Regions from separate parts of the Mus musculus genome. Here regions 2, 3 and 4 are each linked to region 1. A link is a contact called in public HiCAR-type and promoter capture Hi-C data. All regions are on one chromosome and are shown on one strand. Each heading gives the region's core, a stretch centred on a gene start, on an enhancer-like site or on the middle of the called end of the contact. The rest is flanking DNA. Distances are from core to core; before and after follow the strand shown. Region 1 has its middle 30 kb from the start of Gli2. Region 2 holds the start of 2900060B14Rik (RIKEN cDNA 2900060B14 gene). Region 3 holds the start of Ptpn4 (protein tyrosine phosphatase, non-receptor type 4). Region 4 holds the start of Epb41l5 (erythrocyte membrane protein band 4.1 like 5).

The links. Promoter capture Hi-C pulls out the DNA fragments that hold promoters and counts their contacts. HiCAR-type assays count read pairs that join an accessible place to other places.
Region 2: a contact with region 1 is called in a HiCAR-type map of embryonic stem cells, with 2.6 times the contacts expected there. The contact joins the promoter of 2900060B14Rik here to the enhancer-like site in region 1. A contact is called at or near these places in 5 of 39 promoter capture datasets (the 3T3-L1 cell line, the HPC-7 cell line, cranial neural crest and 2 more), 2 of 484 Hi-C or Micro-C datasets (both in embryonic stem cells) and 1 of 115 datasets of contacts at active chromatin or transcription factors (embryonic stem cells).
Region 3: a HiCAR-type map of embryonic stem cells shows a contact between it and region 1, with 3 times the contacts expected there. The contact joins the promoter of Ptpn4 here to the enhancer-like site in region 1. A contact is called at or near these places in 5 of 39 promoter capture datasets (the 3T3-L1 cell line, 3T3-L1-derived adipocytes, cranial neural crest and 2 more), 4 of 115 datasets of contacts at active chromatin or transcription factors (embryonic stem cells, large pre-B cells, pro-B cells and 1 more) and 1 of 9 other capture datasets (adipose tissue).
Region 4: a promoter capture Hi-C map of embryonic stem cells shows a contact between it and region 1, with 3 times the contacts expected there. The contact joins the promoter of Epb41l5 here to the enhancer-like site in region 1. A contact is called at or near these places in 6 of 39 promoter capture datasets (the 3T3-L1 cell line, 3T3-L1-derived adipocytes, embryonic stem cells and 1 more), 3 of 484 Hi-C or Micro-C datasets (cortical neurons, forebrain and tail fibroblasts) and 1 of 9 other capture datasets (embryonic stem cells).

What each region holds. Positions count from the first base shown.
Region 1 is chr1:119,082,443-119,085,142 of GRCm38.p6, reverse strand. No RefSeq gene overlaps it. Among named protein-coding and RNA genes, the nearest start is that of Gli2, 30 kb to the right of the region's middle. Within about 2 kb of position 1,297, at least 18 of the 459 cell types and tissues checked have an H3K27ac peak or open chromatin away from gene starts, as enhancers often do. A contact at or near this core is called in embryonic stem cells, where this site is marked.
Region 2 is chr1:118,457,997-118,460,696 of GRCm38.p6, reverse strand. It overlaps 2900060B14Rik (RIKEN cDNA 2900060B14 gene), which reads left to right and starts at 1,432. Exons shown (of 1, transcript NR_027901.1): 1 at 1,432-2,028. It overlaps Clasp1 (CLIP associating protein 1), which reads right to left. Exons shown (of 43, transcript NM_001359328.1): 3 at 818-896.
Region 3 is chr1:119,835,733-119,838,432 of GRCm38.p6, reverse strand. Ptpn4 (protein tyrosine phosphatase, non-receptor type 4) reads left to right here and starts at 1,362. Exons shown (of 27, transcript NM_019933.2): 1 at 1,362-1,531.
Region 4 is chr1:119,647,730-119,650,429 of GRCm38.p6, reverse strand. It overlaps Epb41l5 (erythrocyte membrane protein band 4.1 like 5), which reads left to right and starts at 1,430. Exons shown (of 25, transcript NM_145506.4): 1 at 1,430-1,645.

The DNA.
Region 1 (2,700 bases), core at 48-2,547:
GCCTTGCCCATGATCAGCAAAGTGGAACTAAGTATCACTGAGTGTAGACAGCATAGGGCGAGCAAGGAGAGCTCGAAACACACGCAATCTAGGTACTAAGCATAGAGGCCTCCAAATTCACCACAGGTCCTTGCCACATGGGAGGGGTCCCCATGGGCCTTGCCACAACAGAGTCCCATCAGTGAGACACCTACACGCTGTTCCCTACGGATGCTGCATGCCCACCGCCACTGGTGGGCCTTAATAGGGACCTTAATCTGTCAAACTTCTTCGCCTGTATCATATGCGAGCAATTCATTCCCAAGTGTGAACTCACTGTACTCCTTCCTGCAGCATCTCAGAACTGGAGACTCTGCCTCCCTTTCCTAACTCGGGTTGGCCTAAGGTATTCCCGTACTGTAATCCCAACATTCGGGGCGCAGAGGCAAGAGGACCACAAATCCAAAGGTTACCCATGGCTACCCTGGAGACTCTGTTTCAGGAAGTGGAGGTGGGGGATACTTGCTAAGTAACCTGAAAATCTGAACACGGTTGGAATGGTAAATATTCTCGAGCATGAGGGGGGTTATGTATTAATAAAGCTTGCTCGCTTCCTTAGTTCTGGCTGTCACACTGGGATTGCATAGTTCTTATTCTTAGTGGAATGAGAGCTACTGACCACTTACAGAGTGCAATGACACTCTTTCTACACCTCGCCAACAGCTCCACACTCAATACGCGTGTGCAAGATTGCCCGCAAGCAGTGTCTATGTGTAGCTATATCATATTCATTGAAGGACCTAGAAAACAATACAGCAGTACACTGAGAATCACACACACACACATATGCACACACGCTCACTCACACACACACACACACACACACACACTCATGCACTCATATACACTCATACGTGAAAGCACACACATATGCACACACACATAAATGCAACAAAGTGTACAGGAAGCAGACACCCCCCAAGGGAGGCTCCTCATTGCTTTCTTGCCCACCTGTCTTTCCTCTGCTGAGGTCCTCCTGGGCTCTGACCACACAAGACGCACTGGGAAAGGACAGGCCCAAAGCTTCCTGTGCCCACAGCCCCTGGCTGGTCTGTTCCTCTGGAAGAGTTGTAGAAGACCTGAAAAACAAAAGGTCCTGCTGAGAGCTCCGGAAATAGCTAAGAGGCTGGTGAAGGGTGGGACCATAGAGAGGCTTCTGATACCTGTGGACCCTGGAAATCCTGCCCCAGCCCTTTGAGGACACCCACTTCAGTCGGCCTTCACTAGTGTCTTTTCAAATTACACCACCAGAGGGCAGAAGAAAACCAAGAATAGCGTCTTCCACAGTGGTCCTCGGGCGCCATCCCTCCAAGTGAGTCTGGACCCTAAACACAGAGAGAACAAAGCAATTGCATGGGGTGAGTTCCATGAAGCATTCTGACTCCTTTCTGTAGAAGCAACTAGGAGGTATCCGTGCGGTATCCACAGTACTCCAAGCAGCGCATTAGGTGGGCGGGGAAACAGTTCAGAGGGTAGAAAGCTTGCCTGGTATGCAGGAAGCCCTGGGTTCAGTCCCACCAGACACAGTAGCACACACCTGTTACACTAGCTCTGGGGAGGTAGAGGCAGGATGGGCGGTTCACGGTCATCCTCTGCTACACAGTGATTTCTAGGCCAGCCTGGGCCACAGGAAACCCTGATGGAAGCTTCTGAGGTGGGTGGCCCCGCAAGGGTGGAGACAAGATTTCCAGGTCTAGCAGGCTATAGAAGCCACTCTATGTCCTCATTCATGAAAGGGGGGTGGGGGGAGGAGGGAAGACAAGGTGGAAAGAAGGTGGCTCAGCAAGCAAAAGAGCTTTCAGGACCTGAAATCCTTCCCCAGAGCTAAAGGTAAGAGAAGAAAACCAACTCCATAAAGCTGTCCTCTGACCTCCACATATGCACCATGGTACGCTCTGTCTCAGTCTCTGTCTCTGTCTGTCTGTCTCTGTCTATCTGTCTCTCTCACACACACAATTAATAATAATAATAATAATAATAATAATAATAATAATAATAATATGTTTTAAAAGCAGACACTATGTTTATTCCATTTGTAGCATCCAGAATATCTAGTTCCAGTCCAATTGTTACTTATTTTGAGATAGGATCTCACAATGTAGCCCAGGCTGGGCTGGAATTCACAGAGATCTGCCTGCTTCTGCATCCAGAGTTCCGAGATCAACGGCAAGCATCACCACAAAGCCGGTTTGTTGTTGTTGTTGTTGTTGTTGTTGTTGTTGTTGTTGTTGTATTGTGATGATGGAGAAAGCCCAGGTTCCACAGAGGCTAAGTGCTGCCCTCCACTGGGCCACTGGGTGGCAGCACTGAGTCAGAATACCAGCTTTTCCTGACCGTGTGTGGGACTTCTTTAGTGGTAGCATAAGGAAAAGAGCAAGAGACCACAGGTGGCAGACAGACAGGAGAGATGAAGGCCAGCTGGAGATATCACTGGTACTGCGTAACCAGAATTTGCGATATAAGGAAAGGCTTTCCTTCCGTCTACCAGACCCTTCTTCTTCCCATCCTCTCACTGCCTCCTGCTTCTGGGAAGTGCAATGTGAGCTCCACTGTGCGTGCTCTTTCTTGTACAACAGCCAACGCCTCAGCCAGTAGCTGCCAGGAGGAGTCCCCAGCACCACCTGCCCTCTTCACAGAGTTTGTAATTGGCAGGCCTCACCT
Region 2 (2,700 bases), core at 183-2,682, 620 kb after region 1:
GTTGAAATACACTGTAGGGAATGCCATGCTTGAAATGACATATGCAATGGAAACATTAAGCAACAGACCAGCATGCTTCAGTGGCATTGGGTACATTTTACTTATAGCATACAAAAGACACACAGCACACCCACACACTGAAGCATGGGCCAGCCCACCCATGTCTATTCCAACCCCGTTAGGCCTCTGGTGAGAATCCATGAGTCCTGAGCTAATGTAGGGGGGAAATGGAAAATGGTTCAAACATCAGATTCCTAACAGTAAGTTTCAGGATCCCACCATCCTTCTCAGTGAGCGCACTGACTGCAAAGCTACAGAAAAAGAAAAGGACAGACAGACACTGGTAATGAACACTAGTGGAGAATTCCAGCTGACACTGTGGCTCAGTGGTTATTGCTTGCTGGCATACAGAGGACATAGATTCTATTCACCCACTGCGCACACAAAAGGGAATCAAGAAAAGAGAATAGAGAAATTTGCTACTGAAACAGTTGTATAAACAGAATTGCTTAGTGTTTACATCGCCACCATGAAACACACTGATTTAGAGACATCTAAACGGTGGAAAAATCCAACTGGCTCCTTTTTTGTAGGACTTTTCAAAGAAAACTGAGTCTCCGAGGAGGTTGAGAGGACAATGCGTACTGGCTGGCATCAAGCTGATGTCTAAACTGGCATAAAAATCCTCAATTGGCAATATTATAATAATTCGGGTTTAGAGGGGAAGGTACCAGTTTAGGGGCGGTGAGGCCACGATGTGGGGTGAGTCCAGGGTGGGACGGAAGGATGAGAGCCTGCTATGCTAGCTAAGGCTCACCTGTGCCGATTTGCGCCTTGAACCGGTCCTGCAGCCTAGTCACCAGTGCCGACAGGATGTCCATGCCCAAGAGAACCACCTGCAACGCAAAGAAGCACAGCGTCAGCGGTGCAGTGGGATGGCGCTGACATAGCTGGTCCCCGCGGGCGCCCAGCGACTGGGAAGACTGAGCTGGCTGGTCAGGAAAGGGTACTCGGCACGGAAAAACCCGCTACCGTTTGGAAGAAAAACTCGCCGAAGCGGAACTCCACTGAAGCAGCACGACCTAGAGGAGCCTACTGCGGCCCCGCCCTCTCCTTGAGTTGCGTATGCAAATTTACCAGGTCGCACCCTCCCCCCAAATTGCTAACTCTAAGCCTCCCTCCGGCCCCGCCCAGAAAGGCGTGTATGCAAATTTTCAGACTTGTGACGCGCGGCCTTCTGGGTAAAGACAAGCAGGCTTCAGAAAGCCCCTTGGGAGTTTCAGAAAAACAGAAAGGGTATTCGACGTGGGAAGCAGCAGTCGAAGAAAATACTGTACACCGGGCAGGTTGGGGTAGGCCTCCTGCGGTGGTCACCGCAACCAAACCCGGACTTAGAGCTTTCTGGCTGCCGGGCGCGCGTGGTTGCAAGCAACCATCCTTTTCTTGGGGTTGCGCTACTGTCCAATGAACGCGTAGTGAGGGCAGTACTGCTAACGCCTGACAACACACCTGCATCGGTTAGAGCTCTGCTTTACCTTGGTGCAATTTTTGGAAAAAACCACAAAACCTCTCTTCCTTACCTAAACATTTAAAGATTAAAGTAGCCGCGTGTGTACTGTTGCCCTCCTCGCAGTTCCTTTATTGTATGCTAGAGGGCAGCCGGACAGTAATTACTGGAGACCAGCTTTCTCACCGCTGCCCTAAGACTGTGATACACTAAGAAGCGCTCCCTTTGGAAAATGTTGTAATACAGATAAAGGGTTCCGTATTTGGGTTTTCATCCAGCTTACAAGTAAATCTATATACTAATTCAAACACCAAGCCAGCACTGGGAGGAATTAGATACTTGAAAGTGTATAATTCTTTTGAGGCGCAGAGTCTATGTAGCCCTTAGCATGTAGCCCCTGCTGGCCTCAAACTTGTAGCTCCCGACTGCTAAAATTAAAGGCATGTACCACTTCCCGGGGCCCTTTTTTCTCCCAACTTTTAAAATAGTTCTATTTATGAGCATTTTCTTTAAAACAAAGCAAAAAAAAAAAAAAAAAAAAAACCAAAAAAACAAAAACAAACAAAGGTCTTACTTTTGAGCCACAGGATTTAAGTTTCCTTAGTTTGGCTTCCTTCCAAAGAGCACAGTAGGAATGGGAGGTAATTTTACAGTACAGAAACCTGACAAACTATTACCTCAGCCAGGTGACCAAGGTCAGCTTAAACAATGCTAAGTCATGCTGGTGATGTAAGCTTGGTATAATATAATGCACACTTCACCTCTGTCACAGTCTCTTTAAAGCCCACAAGCTGTGAGTAATCTCAAGGAAAATATGAGGGAAACTCAAACACCTGCCCAGTGCGTCGCTGTCAGGGCCAAAACCAAGGATACCGAGAAACTGCCACAGTGAAGACAAATTTTTTATAGTTTCTTAATTTGCCTGGGAAAAGGAAAATGACTTTTTCCAGATATTGTTTTGTTTTGTTTTGAAAGAACCAAATAATAAACAAACCAACTTAAGAGCCAAAGAATGGGCTCCATTGAAAGTTCAGTGTACATAGAGCAAGAGAAATTAAACAGGAAAGCTCCAAGTGCAGCCCAAGGAAGCAAAGGGTTAGAGACCCCCAAAGCGCAGGTGCACAGCAGAGACAGATGCTCTGACAGACAGAGCAGTGGTAAAAAGCAACAGCTGACAATCACTATAGGCTACT
Region 3 (2,700 bases), core at 113-2,612, 750 kb before region 1:
GGTGGGTCAAAGGATAAAGGAAAGGAATTGGCTGCCAAGTCTGGCTCAATCCTTGCGACCCACATAGGATTACCAACTCTCAAACCTTGTCCTCTGATAGACAGACAGACACACAGACAGATGGACACACATATTTTAGGTGTATACAAAATAAAGAAATGTAAAACAAACAAACAAACAAACAAAAACGAAAAACAAGCAAAGAGGAAATGTGAGGGTCCTCCCAACTTACCCTTCCTTCATTTGATCCTAGTTGAGGTCACCTATTCTATAGGAATGTTCTATCATCATCAAGTTTGTATTACCCAGAAAATATTAAGGGTATACCCTCCTCAAGGTCATGGCATGATAATACCAACCCTCATTCTTAAAATGATTGAACGACTTTGATTTAAAAAGCAGTGTTCCTTGCACACAGAAAGCACCTATCCTTTGTTTTATCCATGAAACGTCTTTTGCTTAGGCTTTGTTTTCAAGGGCCTTATGTTTAGGAGAACTGATTGAAAACTGCACTTCAAAGCCTATACCCTCTATTAGCACTTAGTTGGGACAACCTGATGCCAGGAGGTCGAGTTTCCCCACTCTGTGCTATTGCCCCTCTTTTGTGTCCCTAGAGTCCGTCAGTAAGTACATCTTAGAAGAGGGAGGAGGGGCAGAACTGACAGTCAAGGAACCAATCGCTGCCTGGCGATGGGGTGTGGACACAGAGCCACGCCCTCCCCTCCCAACCCGCTAAATCCCGTCTCTCTCGCACCTGTGAGTACCAGTGCTTCTAGGCAGGCGCCCGCGCTCCGAAACCGGGTAGGAGGCGGGAAGGAGGCGGAGCAGAGGGCGTGGCTTCACCTCTCGCGAGACCGCCTCCTGTTGCCGAGGCCGCCGTTCCGGGGCTCTGACTGGTCGGGGGCTGCGCAGCCGCCATGTTCGGTTGCTATGCTGCGGCCTCGGAGACGGGGTGTGCTTGAGAGAGGAGGAGGAGACGGAGGAGGCGGTGGAGGCGAGGGAGGAGGAGGAAGGAGAGGAGGAGGAGAAGGAGGAGGAGGGTGACCGAGGCTCTCCTTTGCACTCTCACACAGAGCCGCCTCCCTGGAGTCACCCGCCGCTTCACGCCGCGCGCGCTTCCCTGCTCCGCGGACGCGACATTGTTCTTTTAAGACTCCCGGGAGCTGTCAGAAATCGGGGCTCCGGGACTTGAAAGAGACTTGACTTCGGCCCGCAGCTTGCGGGGACCGCGGCACTTTCGGGGCGCGTGTGAAGGGATTAGCTCATCTCGCCGCGAGGTGCGAGCGCGCGCCTCCCCGCGCACGCCAGCCCCGCCGCAGCCCCGCAGGATGACGGGGTGCAGGCGGCCCGCGGCCGTGGCGCGGCCGCTGTGGCGGCGGCTGTTCTCGGGACGCTGAGGGCGAGCACCTCGACGCGGACCACGCGCTTCTTTCACCCGGCCGCGAGCCCGGGGCCTCCTGCCTTTTTGTATTTGGATTCCCCCCCCCCCCCCCCTTTCTCCAGCCGGGAGGACGCGGCTGTGATAACGAAGGTAAGAGAGGCGCTTGGGGCGGTCCTTCGCTCGGCCTGTTTGGGCCCCCTTTGCAGGTCGTGGGCGCGCACCTGAAGCTCGCCGAGCCGGGCGGCCAGACTACCCGATCGACTTCCCTTTTCTTAGTGGGTCGGAGCACTCGAATCTTCCTGGGGTTTATAGTTGAAATCTGCTAGGGATGAGTGCACGGGAGAAGGGGTGGAATAGATGCGGAGATGAAATGTTCCTAAACTCAAGGTAAGGCTGGAGAATCTTCAGTATTTCATTTGTGGGATTCTTTTTTCTAATTGTTAATGTTAGGTTAATTGACTCATATAAGCATCTTTATTTTTTTTCCGCACGCGGTAGGAACACACGCTATCTTCCATTGAACTTGAAAGTCTCTTGTGACTTGCTAGTATTATACTTGCTTTTAGGAATCAGTAGTTGGGCCCAAAAAGTTGAGATGTAGAACATCTGAACTTAGATTTTTCATGCTGCTTTGGAATCGTCCCTACCTTCATGATGTTTAGATTCAGCGTGAGTATGTAGTCAAGAACAGATCGGTGTTTGTGGGGTTTTGTAAAATGTTAAGCACAGTCATTTGTGGCTTTCTGGCTTTACATTTTTGTTTCGGTGTCAATGTTTGTTTTATAGTTACTTACAGGAAAAATGGAGCGTATGATTATCCTTTGTGGACAGGAACTGTGCTTACCAAAGCGTAGACACCTCAATTGTCCCAGGACGATTTCTGGAAATCAGTTCAATCAGAGATTCAAGAAAAGCTAGATGTGTGTGTGTGTGTGTGTGTGTGTGTGTGTGTGTGTGTGTGTGTGTAGGTAGTTAAATGCATGTATGGATGCATTTGCTGGGGTTTCTAAAGTAATGGAACAATTTACAGTTTCAATGATAATCCATATCGATGTTTCCCTGAAACTTATGTCAGAGACTTTATGTTTGGCTTTGCATCACAGAGTGACATCAGTGTGGACAAGGACTACGTAGGGGGTTTTAAAAACTGCCTGTTCCAGGAGGACTAGTCATACCTAACTTTTGGAATAAGCAATTCAAGAAATACTGAGTGTGTGACCAGATCTTGGGTCCAGATGAAATAACACAGTTATTTGGTCACATTTAAAAGATGGCTGTGGAGGAAAAACAAGAAAAGCTAATGTATCTGACTTGTAAAG
Region 4 (2,700 bases), core at 181-2,680, 570 kb before region 1:
GTAGCTCCACACAGTCCTTTGCCCTTGCTCTTTATGTCCTTCCCGGATGTCTACTGGGCTCTTTCCTCACCTACTTTAAGTCTGAAGTCATTGTCACTGCCCTAAGAGCCTTCCTCCCTGCTTATATTGCAACCCTTCATTCCCAGACCCCACACCCACTGCTATTTTCTAGGTGTTTACTAACCGCCAGTCAGACATGTTTTGAACCAAGGACTTTATGCACTCTACCAACTGAGCTATACCCTACAGCATTTTCTTTTTCCTTCTGAGATGGTGTTAGGTAGACTGGCCTCCAATTCCTGGGCTTAAGTGATCTTTCTGCCTCAAAGGCTATAGGCACAAGGAGGACAGGTACACTCTCCCATACAGGCTAAACCATGAAATAACTTGTTTAATTATGACAGAACCTCTCAATGTGGCCAGTGCTGGCCCTGAACTCACTACTCAGCCCCCAAGGGGCTTTTACTGCTGGGATTGCCTTGAGGGACTCCTGTCTTTCTTCTTTATCTGCCTTATCTCCAGGGTCTACAGAGCTGTAGGCATTTTGATAAACTATCTGAAGAATGAATGAATGGAATGTCGCCCTGCCACTTAGGGCCTCCATTCTGTGACCACAGTGCCTGGAGCATCAGTCTGTTATTTCCCTTTCCCAGCAGCGTTCTCTCCAGGGCTCTCATCACCACTTGACACATAGTTGTTCTCTTTCTCCATTACAGACTAAAGGTTGCTTTAATCTCTAGGATTTGGGGGGAGGGAGCAAGGAAACATTTAAATAAATGCTGGATCAATTAATAAACAACTGTGTAAGAGAAAACATACTAGACTACATTAAAAATAGGAAAATACTCATTTTTGCTGTGCCAGGGATTGGATCCTGGGCCTGGTATGTGCTAGTCTAACACCCTACCACTGAACTGTATCTTAAACCCAACGTTTCATTTTCAAATCATATTACCAGGAAGGTGAAAAATTCAAAACATAAACCAAGCGCCATGGAGATGCTCAGTGTGGGTAAAAGTGCTTCATTCCAAATGTGAAGGCCAGAGTCTGGTCCCCTGTGCCCACATGATACTCCTGCAAGTTGTTCTCAGACAGGGACTGTGGCATATCTTTCCCTGACCCATACATATACGCACAGAAAAAAATAATCTTTTTTAAAAGACAGGATTTCACTAGGTAGTCCTGGCTGACCTGTAACTAAGTAGCTGTGGCTGGACTCGAACTCACAGAAATCCACCTGCCTCTGCCTCTGCCTCTGCCTCTGCCTCTGCCTCTGCCTCTGCCTCTGGAGTATTGGGATTAAAGGTGAACTGCCTTTCTGTATTTCTATAGTCCCATCTGGTGTTGCCAGCTTAAATTCAGGTCTCAGGAGGCCGATTTCCGGGGCGGTGCCATTGCCCCTTTAAGAGCGGAGCGTCCCGCCCTTCGGGGGGCGGACCTTGGATGGGGCTTTAAGGGGCGTGCCCTCGGGCGGCCGGGGTCCTCCGGGGATTAGCGCAGGGTGGGCTCGCGCCTTGCGCCGCCATTTCTCGGTGTCTCTGGAGACCCGTCCTCTCCTCTAGCCGGCTGGGCATCTCTCTCCGAGGGTCGCGCGTCCCAGTCGCAGTGGTCTCCGTCGCTTCACGGTGTTCACCCCCGAGTACAGGTAAGAGTTTGGCCTCGGGTGTCCAGTTGGCCCTGCTCACTGAGCCGAGGCTCTCGACCGTGCCGGGTGGGCGGCCCGGCTCCCCGGGCGACGCCGCGGGCTGGGAGGGGAGTGGCGGCGACGGCCAATGGGGCTGGGCGCTGAGTTTCGGGCGATACCGCGCGGTGGCCGCTGAGGGCCGGGCGCGTCGCCGGGGTCTCGCGCGTTGTTGGGGGGAAACTCTGGTCACCCCTGACCTCCCCGTAGCTGTGGGATTAGGGGAAGGTCGCCTCGAGTGTCACTTCGCCGGGATTGTGGGCAGACATCGGTGAGACAGGACGTGCCAGCTAGCTCCCGGTCGAGTGAAACTTGGGAAGCGTACGAGGCAGGTGCGTTCCCGGGAACCGCCAAGGCCGAGGGCGCTCCCCGCCCCCACGCGTGGCGCGCGTCCGGTAATGATGGGTTCTCCTGTGGGTAGAAGATAATTGTGTCCATCTCTGGTTACTGTAGTCTCCCGGGTTCTGCTTTAAGAGCGAGAAGGCTCCAGGCTCCGAAGTTGTTTAGCAATAGTTCAAAATTACTAGTAATGGTTTTTTTTTTTTCCCTTAAGAATTGGAGATAAGCCCACCAAGAAATTATGAATGTAATTCACAACTCCGCTCACCCCAGATGCACTGAGCTGAGGCACTGAGCACTGCTAACTGCAGTGGGTAACTTGTATGTGTCTAAATGAACACTTTGGGATCATTATTTTCTTTTTCTTCCCAACCCCCACTTCGTTCTTCTTCTAATTCTTTTTCTCTCTTTCTTCCTTTCCTTTCCTTCTTTTCTTTTCTTTTCTTTTCTTTCGATACTGGGAACCAAACCCGGGTTCTGGAACGCTAGGCTGAACTAAATCTAAATGCTCACACCTGTTTTTTTCTTTTCTTGTTGTTGTTGTTCTTGTTAGGATAACTTGTTTGGGCAGCGATGTGCGCAATGTTCCTGTGTTTAGTTTCTTAGTTACAGTTTCTTTTGCGGGAGTAACTGGGATGAAAGATACTGATAACTTTAGGACATTTTCTATAGTTTTCAAT